Linked DNA regions of Zea mays: region 2 is linked to region 1. A link is a contact called in public Hi-C data. All regions are on one chromosome and are shown on one strand. The core of a region is the stretch at or near the end of the contact, and the rest is flanking DNA. Distances in the headings are between cores, read along the strand shown.

Region 1 (6,711 bases), core at 1,679-4,178:
CTGGCGGAGACTTTATTTGTGCCTCCACACATTTATTTCTATATTTACGCCTTTCTCTCTGGCTGCACGTGAGTGAGAATGTTGAAGTGTATAAGTGGATTGACTACCTTCTCTCATCAGATTAAGCTTTTGGATTGAACTAGTTAGTTCGTCCACTCTAACACTTTTCACAAAACTTTAGTGAGCTTGCAGAATAGCAAAAGCAAGAGAAACATGAACCAGGATCACAAACCTGTCCATTACTAAGAGTTGCCTTGTAGACGCAACCGAATCCCCCTCGCCCCAAAAGAGAGTCCTGCCTAAAATTATTGGTAGCCTCAGCAAGCTGACGCAACGTGAAGATTGTTGCTTCATCATGTCTACCAATTAGCTGGGCTCCGTCCATATGAACCACTCTCTCAGCCTTCAATGGGCTGCTTTCAGAAGATTTTGGGTAGTCCACTGTCAATGGCCCATTGAAAACCAAAAGATACAATTGAGTATTAATGAATAAGAATACAGCTGGAAAGAAAATCAAACAAGAACACCCAATACTGTTTTCAAGCATTTATTTTCTTCAGGACTCTTGGTTTCCTTTGTACTGATTTTCTTGTCTCGTCTTATGAGATAAGAAATAATGGTAGACACATAAGAGTTTTTGCACTCTGTTGTTCGCTAGCATTTTATTGAAGCCACTAGCAAAATTGAAATAACGGAGGGTAGTGTGCATGCCTAAATGCATAGTTCAGAATAGAATTCCATTCACACATAAAAAAAGACATAAGAGATCTGCAATATCGAGAAGTCGAGACCTTTGTTGGAACCACTCCTCGCTATGTGGTTGGAATTGCATCACTCAACTATCTCACAATCTCTCTCACGGAGGCTCTTCTTGCAGACGGACACGCGAGAACAGAACTGCACAAGCTAACAAGGATTTTTTGGTCCACGCCTGCCATGGCCTCACGCGGTTTTCTATTCATTGTATAAACTCAAAGATACATGCAAAGGGATAAGGGCCAGCCAAGTCACTCGGCCAGCACTCATCCATGATGCTAAACTCACGCCACTACTAATGATCATGCACACACCAATAAAGACTTAAACCGGCTGATTGGATGGACGGACGAGCAGCGCCTGGCTCTAGCGAGCGTGGCCCACCAGAACCTGAACGCCGGAGCGTATGCACACATACAGTAAAGGGATATATTTTTTACCTATGCTGCATTTGCGGGTGTAGGCTCAGTCTGACTCTATACAGTTAATCAAACAGCGGCTGCTTTTTAGTCAATGCACGCGCTCAGTCCGGACGAATATGTGCAGCATACCAATCACAAGGAAAGAGACTAATGGCTGCATGCAGCTACTACTCTCCTGATCATGTCTATCTTGTGTGCACTCCACACGTGTATGCACTTGACACGGCATGGTCTCTAGTGCTGGGAATTGAGCTAAGCCGGACCAAAGGCCATCGTGTTTTAGGCCTAACGGGCTCAAGTTAAGAAGGCCTAAATTTTTTTTGATTATACCATGCAAGCCTAAATAGTAGAAATAGTGGATCAGCATAGCCCTAAAGCACGTCATGCCTACGTTGGACCGTGCCGACCTAAGCCTAAGTATATATTTGAATCACATAAAATTCAAATATTACAACCACATAAAGTCTATAGCTTACTAAATTAACGATATTAAACAATGCTAACGTCATTTGACCACATAAAGTTCAAATATTACAACGATATAAAGTCTATAAATTACTAAATTAAAGAAATTAAACAATATTAACTTTAATAGGTTATGTAGATCCAAGCCTGACTCATGTGCTCGTGCTGGCCCAAAAAGTCTCGGTCCATATTCTCAGTGACAGTCTCACACACCATGACCATGAGTATGTAACCGCTCAAGGCAACAACAGCGTACTAGTCTCACACGTTTTGCTGCTACGCACTTGATCAGCCACAGCCTATTGTTTCTAGCTACACAATGGCAAGATTAAATCTAACAGCCTTGGTTGCTAAAGGAATTCGTCCGCGAGGCTGGGTGCCGTGTGATAAAGAAAAGGTTGACCATGCTATTCAGAATAAAAAAAAAAGTTCATGATGGCTGAGTATGAGTACAATTCTTCACTCGCGTAAATAAACAACTAAAAACCGGTTACGCTACCAAGTTCACGAATCAGTAGACTTGGTTTTATTTTCATTTTGTAGAATTAAACGTCCCTCTGACAGCAAGCGCGAGTTCAGCTTCACAGGAAGCATGGTACCGGAGTATAGTATCAGGGCCACACATACCGCGAACAAGCTAGTATCAGAACGAAGCACCAAGAAACGAGAATTTCCTAGCCAGACGAACTGACGAAGTATGCTTGCTACAACTAACGAAGGCAAAAGCAGGAAACATAACGCAAGAAAGAAAGAATTTTTTTTGAAGCATGAGCATCGCCCGTCACCTGAGGCGACCTGGTGGTTGATTCTGAACTGCTCCCCCTCCTTCTCGTCGTCGTCCCCGTCCTGAGGGCATCGGCACAAGCACGCCAAGAAGCCCATCTCTCATCACCCGAATCAACGCCTACAGCAGGAGAAGGAGAACACGAAGCAAAAAAAAATCCCCAATCCTGTTAGGCTGCTGCTGCTGCTGCTCGGACGGGGGCTTTGGGTCGCCGGGGGTATCAACAGAGGACTCGCGCAGCTGCCGAGGAATGTATCAATTTTTTTCCTGGTGCGCCCAGAAGGAGATGGGGGGAAAAGCGGAGAAGACTGATGAGGATAGCAGCGTGCGGCCTAAAAGATTTGAAAACATGTTAAAAAAAACCGACGGAAAGCGGAGGACGGAAAACGGCGCCGAGGGAAGGCGGAAAAGTCAGCATCGATGGGACGTCGGAGACTCACTAGTGGCAGGAAAGATTAATTGCTAATTGAAGGGGTTTAGTATAGTTTTGCTTGACGAATTGTGAAGGTATAGTTATGTATGGAGTTGTTTATTTGGGGTCAACCTATAAAAAGTAGGTACACGAAGGACTCTTGTTCCAATTTCGAGCCAAATGCGTTCGTCCAAAACACTATTCCCTGTACTGTTTCAGGAAACTAAAATACAATTTTTTTTAAAATAAAGACTTTGTGAATCAAGTGCGGATTTTCACTCTGCACTGCAAAAGTCCATAGAACAACACGTACATCTAGAGAAACACGAGCGAGCAGGCCGGGTCGTTTTTGGTACTCGCTTTGAAAATCAAGTTAAAAAAACTCATCTTATTATTAGTCACCAGTGTGGTAAATATTGACTGCTGGTCAGTTAGAAAACAACTAGGACGAACGGATCATTTTTTTCCGTTAGGTTTTTACTTTGTTCAAAAGGTTTGGCCCATCTCCATCACTACCATAGCACCTAGTGCGGCAGGGCAAAATGGGTATTTTATCTAAAAGAAAGGATAGCTTTTGGTTGGACAATAAAGGGGGGAAATGTGTGATTATATTTTTCTTACACGGATCACAAAAGGTTGCTGTTGTTATCGCTCACATAGACCGTTCTTTACAGTAAAAAAAAGACAGCACTCCCAGAAAGGATGGGGCATGTAGTTGACAAGTCAAGAACGGGTGACGGGTCGCTACAGTGCTACGTGCATTACGGTTAAGCTTATCCTTATCCACCGATTAAGACATGGAGCAGGAGCGGGTTTAGAGCGCCATGATTCTACTAATAAATACGTATATCCATTATTGTTAGGCGTGCTTTCCAGCCTAACCCCCGTTCCACCCTCACCCTCGTGCAGACGGGCCCAACTATGTTCGGTTCTACCCCAATCCATATGGATTGAGAGGGATTGAGGGGGATTCAATCCCTATTAAGTCAAAATCCCCTTCAATCCGTATCAATCCCCTTCAATCCATATGGATTGAAAATAACCGAACAAGCCCTCGATTGTTATTGAACGACGACAACCAACCTGCTGCATCCGGAGGACACCCAGGTGCGCGGCCGCACCGTGAAGGCGACCTCCGGTGCCACTGTTGTCCGCGTGCACGGCGCGAAAAGGACGGCCATTCGGGGGGCCCGGGCAGGCGCCGCGCGGCGAAGGGTGTGGACTGTGTGAACCGTGGTGGGGTCGGCAGATCCCGGCCGCCTTCTTCTAGTATGTCCCGGGTCCCGGGGCCCGTTGTCTGCTCGTCGGCTTTTCAGAGCAAGCAGCGTGTCCCGGTGGCCTTCGCGCGACGCCACCCACCCACCTGTCCGGCGCCCGCGACGCCCGGCTGCCTGCCTGCCTGGGGTGGAAGTGGACGCACAGTGCCATACTGGACAAGAGCAACGCACCCATTTCGCACTGTATCGTTCGGAGTTCGGACAGTCGGCAAGACGCAAGATCGGTTGCAGTTGTATTGTTGTTTTCGCACGTGAATGGCTGGCTACACGGGGCCGGTCAGTGACTGGCGGTGGCACACGATAGTGAGACATCGTACGGCGCTAGGGCTCGGGCTCATTCTTAGTGTTGAGCCGGTCCGAACCGAGCCGAGCTGCTGCGAGTCCGAGCCAGCTCGTCGAGCTCGAGGTTTTTTTCCAAGCCCTATCGTACCCCCAGCTGCCTTTTCTTAATTTGGATGGTTGGTTTACGTTATTATATATATTGCACAATATAAACGTGTCACACCAGGTTCTCCAGTCGTGTGCCGTATTAGTAAGCGGGGCCAGAAAAGGGCGCGGCTGCTGGATGGGCCAGCGAACAGAGGTTGGGCTACCTGAATTTTGACCAAATCCTAGTGTTTGGGACCCGGCCCATGAACTTCAGCTGCTACCAAATAAAGTGCCGTGGTGCTGCACGCCCAGCCTTTGTGTTTAGCTCAGGTTGTAGACAAATACTTCTACTACTAAAAAACACTAACCAAACGGGTAAACATATAGAATCATCAATAAATAGATATATATATATATATAAACACCAGCTTTCCCGTATTAGCCATTTTACAGCTCACAACTGAACTAGATAGGTCCACACTTTTCTCTGTTCCTGAAACAACACAATTCTAGCACTCGTGTGTTGTCCCAAACACAGAATGCATGCTATTCTAAAAAATATATATTATGTATAGGTATACAATGCAATAAATGCCGAGTTTACGGTCATTTACTCGTGTTTAATCAGAGAATCAGAAAAGGAGGTACATGTGTCTTTTTTTTATTGCGGGCTATTTTTTCTTCGACACTAACTATACATTATAAATCCTGAGCTTTCAATAACTAGAGGAAGCTTTAGCCTAATAGTGTCATTTGGTTCAGCCACACCAGGTTCGGGGGCTATAAAAACATCCTCATGTCGCAAGGGATTAGATTTTATCGGCAGCAGCGGTTCCCTCGGTCGTGCGAGAGGCGGCGATCCTAATGGCCAACGGCAGTGCCGCCCCGAGGTGGGCGACTGGCGGCGACGCTCCCCTATGATGGAGCGATAGCGACGCTCATAAGGCAGGCAGGCAAGCTGCGATGGCGCTCCTGAAGCGGACGAGCAGCGACGGCGGTTGCACAATAGGCTTCGACAGCGGCAGTGGTGTCCACGGGAGACGCGGGTTGCTCCGGCGGTCGCGCGAGGTGCGGTTGTCTTCGGCGATGGCGGCCATGCGAGGCGTGGGTGGATCCGGCATACTTCGATGACCAACTCCTTCGATCCAGTGGCTTCGGCGGCAGCCTTTGATCTAGCGGCCTCAGGATCGTCCTCCAGCGACGAACTATCCGATCCATGTTTATGTCATCGATGATTACGTTTCATGTCTTCTATTTACACTATTTATGCATTTCAGTGATGATTTTTACGACGATAAATACAATTTTTACATCTGTTATAAAAATGTCCCTAATTCCCGTGGGGGCTGTTAGTTGAACTGATATTAGGTTTTTTTATCAATTATACTACACCGTGTATGTATTTATGCGCCTTTATATAAGAATTTATGCTCTGCGTGAATCATGTCATCCTATGTTTTTGCATGCGTGCAGTGGAAACGAAAATATCATCTAAAATCTGCGCATGCAATGAAACGGCGATCTGCCATAATTTTTGAATCTGAATAAAAATAAAAACTGCATACATTCGACTCACATAATTTTTTGATCTACCATAAAAATAGGATCACGAATACAACGCACCAGAGTTATCAACCACTCTCACATGGCTCTGTAAGGGAATTAGGCTTACACCTATTTCCTAAGGCCTTGTTCGGTTATTGACATTCCATGTGGATTAGAGTGTATTGAGTGGGATTGAGATGGATTTTGACTTACTATGGATTTAATCCGACTCAATCCCACCCAATCCACATGGATTAACACAAAAGCGAACAAGCCCTAAATGATTTTGGTGGTTGAATTGCCCAACACAAATAATTGGACTAACTAGTTTTGCTCCAGTGTATAAGTTATACAGGTGCCAAAGGTTCACACTTAGCCAATAAAAAGACCAAGAATTGGGTTCAACAAAGAGAGCAAGGGATAACCGAAGGCAGCCCTGGTCTGGCGCACCGGACTGTCCGGTGTGCCACCGGACAGTGTCTGGTGCACCAGGGGACTTCAAGCCAAACTCTTCACCTTCGGGAAAATTCAGAGGCGCTCCGCTATAATTCACCGGACTGTCCGGTGTACACCGGACTGTGTCCGGTGCTCCAAGGAAGAACGCCTCAGGAACTCGCCAGCTTCGGGAATTCGCTCCGCTATAATTCACCGGACATGTCCGGTGTGCACCGGACTGTCCGG
Region 2 (7,009 bases), core at 2,582-5,081, 300 kb before region 1:
ACCAAATTCAAAACTTAGTGCTTTCCAAAAGTCTTTATCATTTGGTATCCTATTGTGTTCAAAAGGGGGAGAAAGTAGTATTTCAAAAATGGTATATCAAAACCCTCTTGAACACTAAGAGGTGGATCTCTTTTAGGGGGAGTTTTGTTTAGTCAAAGGAAAAGCATTTGAAATAGGGGGAGACAATTTCAAATCTTGAAAATGCTTTGCAAACTCTTATTCATGTACCTTTGACTATTTGCAAAAGATCTTTGAAATGGATTAAAAAAAAAATTTGCAAAAACAAAACTCGTGGTGCAAACGTGGTCCAAAATGTTATATAAGAAAGAAACATTCCTTGCATATCTTGTAAGTAGTTATATTGGCTCAACTCCAAGTAACCTTTGCACTTACATTATGTAAACTAGTTCAATTATGCACTTCTATATTTGCTTTGGTTTGTGTTGGCATCAATCACCAAAAAGGGGGAGATTGAAAGGGAATTAGGCTTACACCTAGTTCCTAAATAATTTTGGTGGTTGAATTGCCCAACACAAATATTGGACTGACTAGTTTGCTCTAGTGTATAAGTTATACAGGTGCAAAAGGTTCACATCTAGCCAATAAAAAGACCAAGTGTTGGATTCAATAAAGGAGCAAAGGGGCAACCGAGGGCACCCCTGGTCTGGCGCACCGGACTGTCCGGTGTGCCACCGGACAGTAAACAGTACCTGTCCGGTGCACCAGGGGACTCAGACTCCAACTCTTCACTCTCGGGAATTCTCGGAAGCCGGCACGCTATAATTCACCGGACTGTCCGGTGTGCACCGGACATGTCCGGTGCTCCAAGGAAGCTCGGCCTCCTGAACTCGCCAGCCTCGGGTTCGCGCGGCAGCCGCTCCGCTAAAATTCACCGGACTGTCCGGTGTGCACCGGACTGTCCGGTGTGACAGCGGAGCAACGGCTCTCTGCGGCGCCAACGGCTCTCTGCGCAGCATTAAATGCGCGCGCAGCGCGCTCAGACGTCAGGGCTGCCCATACCGGTGCACCGGACATCAAACAGTGCATGTCCGGTGTGCACCGGACACCCAGGCGGGCCCACAAGTCAGAAGCTCCAACGGCTAGAATCCAACGGCAGTGATGACGTGGCAGGGGCACCGGACTGTCCGGTGTGCACCGGACTGTCCGGTGCGCCATCGAACAGAAGCCTCCAGCCAACGGTCAAGTTTGATGGTTGGGGCTATAAATACCCCAACCACCCCACATTCATTGCAATCCAAGTTTTCCACTTCTCAACCACTTACAAGAGCTAGGCATTCAATTCTAGACACACCCAAAGAGATCAAATCCTCTCCAATTCCACACAAACCCTAAGTGACTAGTGAGAGTGATTTGCCGTGTTCATTTGAGCTCTTGCGCTTGGATCGCATTCTTTCTTTCTCTTTTGCTCTTGTGACCAACACTCAATTGTAACCGAGGCAAGAGGCACCGATTGTGTGGTGGCCCTTGCGGGGAAGTTTTGTTCCCGGTTGATTGAGAAGAAGGAAAGCTCACTCGGTCCGAGGGACCGTTTGAGAGAGGGAAGGGTTGAAAGAGACCCGGCCTTTGTGGCCTCCTCAACGGGGAGTAGGTTTGCAAGAACCGAACCTCGGTAAAACAAATCCGCGTGTCACTCTCCTTATTTGCTTGCGATTTGTTTTGCCCCCTCTCTCGCGGACTCATTTATTATTCCTAACGCTAACCCCGGCTTGTAGTTGTGTTTATATTTGTAAATTTCAGTTTCGCCCTATTCACCCCCCCTCTAGGCGACTATCAAATATCATGTCACCTTTTGTTGTTTATGCTCTTCCATTTAAATTTCATGCAAATGAGCTTATTTAGGGCCTGTTTGTTTAACCCCATGGATTATATAATCTAGATTATTTTTGGAGTATTATATAATCTGGATTATATAATCTGGATTATATAATCTGAGTAGTCCCGTTTGTTTATCCAGATTATTTGAGTTGTTAATAGGATTCTTTTGTATGAGGAAGACAATAATGCCAATGATTGGTTATAATGGCAATGGTGGGTAATTTTTATAAAACTTGAAAGGGTAGTGGGGAAGTGGGAAAAAAATAATCTGAAATAAGCACCTCCTCACTTGCTTATGGATTATCATAATCCAAGGGGTTAGATTATATAATCTCGGCAAATAAGCTGGACTGTTTGTTTGCCTCTTAGGATTATTTAATCCAGATTATATAATCTGAGGGGTAAACAAACAGGCCCTTAATCATGTACTCGTGCTTAATCTTTCACTTCTAAAGTACATGTTGTGGACTTTGTTTGTATGAACTTGAACTAACAACCTTGTTATTAATGTCACAAGTTCATTCAAATCAAGTACTTTGAAAACTTGTTTAGATTAGAGAGAGCATCGGTATGTCCAATGTGCATTGAATAGGCACCTAGATAGCATTGCAAACGACTGTAATAGGTTGTACACTCACCGGACATGTCCGATGAGGCACTAGATATGGTACCAAACTGGGCACCCAAAGAGGGTTATGGATGAGTGTGAGAGACTAAGTAGTCATTGTCCATGTCTCATGAGGCATCAGATATAGCACCAATAAGGCACTTAGAGTGGTCTGGAATTGTGCACCTCAAGCGTTATACTTACCGGACATGTTCAGTGAGGCATCGGTCACAACACTAGATACTAGTACAATAATGGCTAGTTTATGAAGCTAGCCATTGAAGCATGCACTAGACGTGTCTAGTGTAAGAGATAGGTGTGCACCGAACATGTCTGGTGCACCCGTGAAAGTTGAATGGAGGGACAATGGCTAGTTCCTTGCCTTAGAGCTATATATACCCCCTCCATCTCATCCTTTTGAGGTCTCTTGCCCATTTTTCAGCAAAATAAACCTATTGGAGTGAAAGGGATAACCTTTTCCTTGTGAGGTAATTGAGATTCTTTTAGGGATTAGTGACCTCATTACTACATTGAGAGTGTCAAGTGTGTATCCACTATTTTCATTAGCCTTGTCTAGGTTATGTGAGAGTTTATGCTTATTACTCTTAATGATTGGTATGGTGGTGATTGAGAGTTTGGTGATCACCCAATGGAGATTATGGGTGGCCCAATTCAAGTTGTAAACATCTATGGGTGATTCACTATGGCCCAACCCATAGAGAGCACTTGATCCTTGTGTTGTGTAAGAGAAGTGAACCCTATGTGTCATTAGGTTTGTATTTTGGTATTTGATAAACAACATGATCATTTGGACTAATCTTATTTGCTAGTATACCAAGAATAGTTCAAATTGGATGCATGGTAGACTTAGACTTATAAATAGTTCACAAGATAAAATTTGGCTAATTCGGGTGTTATATTAGCTAGACACAGCGACAACTCTCCATATAGAAATGATAAGGGCTTTTGATCAAGAAGAAGTCATACAAAATATCGAACCCTTATTTTCTCTTATACCAATTGCCAAAAAAAACAATGTAATCTTAACATCACTTTAAACACAAATCTATTGATGCAAATCATACACTTCAAAATATTCTGATTTATTGTTGGTGAAAAGGCTGTAATTTTTTTTTTTGTTTTTTCTTCCCGTCTAGGCAAATATGATTGTCCTTTCTGGTATTATTTGTAGAAGTGACTGGTAGTACATTGACCAAAACGATTGATTGTGTTTGACCGGTTCCGTAGCGCGCCTCCTTGTATTGGAAGCAGGCGCCAACGAGTCAACGACACTCTGCTCTGTCTTTTGCCCAGTCTTGCGATGCACACTACCGAGTAGTATAAAAGGTGTGGCGAAAGCAGAGCACTCAACATGTCAGAACCAAAGCGATGCCGCACTCGCATCGCACGCACCCCGCTTGACATGGAGATGCAAGCGCACCACCGGATCAAGCGTGGAGACATGGAGGTACAGGAGCAGAGGGAGGACCGGCTGAGCAGGCTCCCCGACGACATCCTCCACTCCATCCTCCGCGGTATCCCACTCAAGCACGCCGCGCGCACCAGCGCCCTCTCGCGGCGCTGGGCGCGCACGTGGCTCCGCGCGCTCGCCTCCTCCAGGGTGCTCGATTTCACCGACCGCGACTTCGCACGCGGCCAGGCCCCGGCGCGGGCCGCGGCCACGGTGAGCCGCTGCCTCCAGCTCCACGCCGAGTACGGCGCGCCGCTCGACGTGTTCCGCCTGGCGGTTACGGCGCCGGCGCCGGCGCCGGGCAGCACCGGCGCGTTCGAGCGAGACGTCGTCGGGTGGGTCGTGTCCGCCGTGGCGAGAGGCGCCAGGGAGGTGGAGGTGGACCTGAGGCCGCCGCCGCCGCCGTTGGCGGCAAAAGCGGACGCCGGTGACGAAAGTGCGGCGTTCGTGGAGCTGCCTGGCGACCTGTTCGTGGCCACGAACTCGCTGGCGCGCCTCGCGCTGGGCGGGTTCAGGCTCCGCGCTGTCCCGGCCGGCCTAGCGGAGGGTCTCCGCTCGCTCTCCCTCAGCCACGCCGACGTCACAGACGAGGCGGTCCGGGACATCGTGTCCAGCTGCCGGGCGCTGGAGGTCCTCAGTCTCCAGGGCTGCAACCTCCTCAGATCGGTTAGGATCGACGGCGAGACGCTGCGGTCCCTGGAGATCGTGCGCTGCTTGGGCGTGCGGGAGCTCCGGGTCAACGCGCCCTCGCTCGAGTCGTTCGCCTTCCACGGCGACAACGTCTACTCGACGAGCGACGACGACGACGACGACTTGTCTTCTGCCGTCGACCTGGGATCCACGCCGGCTCTGCGGGACGCGTACCTTTCTCACATCGGCTTCGACGACGCCAAGAACGCGTACGATGAGCGCGAGTACGCCTACTCCAACTTCTTGAGCTGCGTCGCTCATGCCCGGGTTTTGACGCTCTGTTCCGTCGGCTTGCTGGTATGTAGCAGAAAGAACCCGTCATTTGAATCAGGGAAAATGCCATCCGTGAAATTTAGTAACCACTAGTTTTACTCGCGGATCAGCATCTGTGGGCACAGCTTAGTTATGATCCGCTCGTGGAAATTGATATGACGAGCGTACAAGAGCTGCAGCTGCTGATGTCCTCCCTAGGTGAAGACGACGAAGGCCTCCATAGCTTCTCCAGTTTCTTCGAGCTTTACCCGCTTCCACTCCTGGGCCGCTTGTTTGTCAGCGTAAGGCTCTCTCCGTTTCGCCTATCCTCCAGTTTTCCACGTGCAACGCGGTCACCGGACATTTTACTTTCTGAAACCCGCAGCTGCCCAGCCACACTGCCGAGGCGACGACGGCACTGCCCGGCGAAGTCGTAGACGACTCAAAAATGATGTTTTACTGCTACGACGACGACTTCGTCCTTGACCAGCTGAGCTACATCAAGCTGGTGAATTTCAGAGGGACGAGGTTCGAGCTGCAGCTGCTCGCCTTCCTCCTGAAGAGGACCCCTGCCCTGGAGCAGCTGGTGCTTGTCACTGTAGGAGAAGAGGGAGGAGCTCCGGGAGACGAGCGCGTCATCCAAGGCTGGGTGTCGGCGATACAAAAGGCGTCCCCAGAGGCTCAGCTCACCGTGTGCCAGTCGAGCGAAGATCGCAGCCAGAATCCTGTGCACACAAGGTTCTACCACGAACTTTTGGAAGAATAAACGGGCACCATTGATCCCTCAACATATACCCTTCGTTGAAAGCATTAGGTGTCGACAATGACATGCCGTACTTGTAAGTACTATAAAGTGCACTACTGTAACTGTTGTGAAGCAAGCAGCGATAACACTATGGGGGTGTTTGGTTCTGTGGACTAAATGGTTCTGTGGACTAAAGTTTAGCCTGGGTCACATCAAGCGTTTGACTTTCAAATAGGAGTATGAAATATAGATCCTACCAACTGTACTAGATTCGTCTCACTTTTTAATCTTCGGCTGAAAAATTAGTTTTATAATCCGACTACATTTAATATCCCGAACGGAGGTTCAAACATTCGATGTGATAGGGGCTAAATTTTAGCAGTGGCAAACCAAACACCCCCTATATCAGCTCAGCTTAGCACACCAACAGGAACAGCGCAACAAAGATAACCTTTCACATACCAAAAACAGAACGATACATAGCGGTATTTCAGCACCACGCAACAGGTTGCTCCCAGGTCAAACAACACCGGGCACTCCAGCAAAAAATTCTGCATGGATAAAATGAGAACCGGAAATTCATAAAGAAACCTGAACGTGAACTTCCAGCACAGCTGCTCGAGCCACTGATTGATAATTCAAGGGAAACTTGATCACCTGCCAAGGTGACACTACTACTCAACGATCTTATCCTTCTTCCTCCTCTTCTTTGATTTTTCCGGTGGCGACTGTGGCATCTCTGAAGCCGTGTTGCTCCCCGCGCCTCGAGCCTCAGATCCTTCTGTGGCCTTGCCCGACACATTTGAGTGCCCCAGGCTGCTTTCATCCTTTCTCTTCCCCTTGTGTTTGGGTGTTGGCTCTGCGCTCCTTTGGCCCAGTGAAAGCGCCGAACCTTGGCTACTGGGATTCTTTGATACACCGGTGAACCGAGACATGGTCTTCTTAGAACCTGAGAAAGTGGGAACCCAGCAACCACAGTTCAACAAATACGTCCCTTACAAATAAAAAAAAAAGAAAGAAAAAGAAAACCTGCCACATTTCCTTTGAGTGTTTTAAGTTACAGGAAGGAGGCACTCGTACAACCTTATTGAGCCTTGTGTTGCAGCAGGGCTGGGCTCTTTTCCTTAGTATGCAAAGCGGTACAATTTATATCTACATATATGCAGCGCTGCTAGCTTGGGCGGCAAGAAAAGAGCCCAGTCCAACTACAGCTACAAGGCCCAATAGGATTGTACAGTTAATACTAACAAACTCATGGATAAGAGTATACCATCAAACGTTTGTACGTCAGAAAAGGTTACAAAATTTTATGGATATTTTTGGCCAATGTCCTTGCTCAAATGGATAAGAGTAAATCATCAAAATTCTTATAGTGTATCTACTTTTCTTAGGATAAAAGATCAGTTTT

What was found. A called contact is a pair of places that touch in the nucleus more often than the background predicts.
Region 2: a Hi-C map of ear shows a contact between it and region 1, with 2.9 times the contacts expected there. The contact joins the promoter of LOC100273961 here to the promoter of LOC103649959 in region 1. A contact is called at or near these places in 3 of 25 Hi-C or Micro-C datasets (ear, leaf and tassel).

Annotation. Positions count from the first base shown.
Region 1 is chr3:37,287,467-37,294,177 of Zm-B73-REFERENCE-NAM-5.0, reverse strand. LOC103649959 (probable serine/threonine-protein kinase PBL7) reads right to left here and starts at 2,928. Exons shown (of 5, transcript XM_008675652.4): 1 at 2,429-2,928; 2 at 233-441. The coding sequence starts at 2,525.
Region 2 is chr3:37,588,010-37,595,018 of Zm-B73-REFERENCE-NAM-5.0, reverse strand. LOC100273961 reads left to right here and starts at 3,831. Exons shown (of 3, transcript NM_001148348.1): 1 at 3,831-4,901; 2 at 4,988-5,158; 3 at 5,242-5,776. The coding sequence starts at 3,867. The coding sequence ends at 5,622. It overlaps LOC100277277 (Mediator-associated protein 2), which reads right to left. Exons shown (of 6, transcript NM_001407190.1): 6 at 6,037-6,550. The coding sequence ends at 6,276.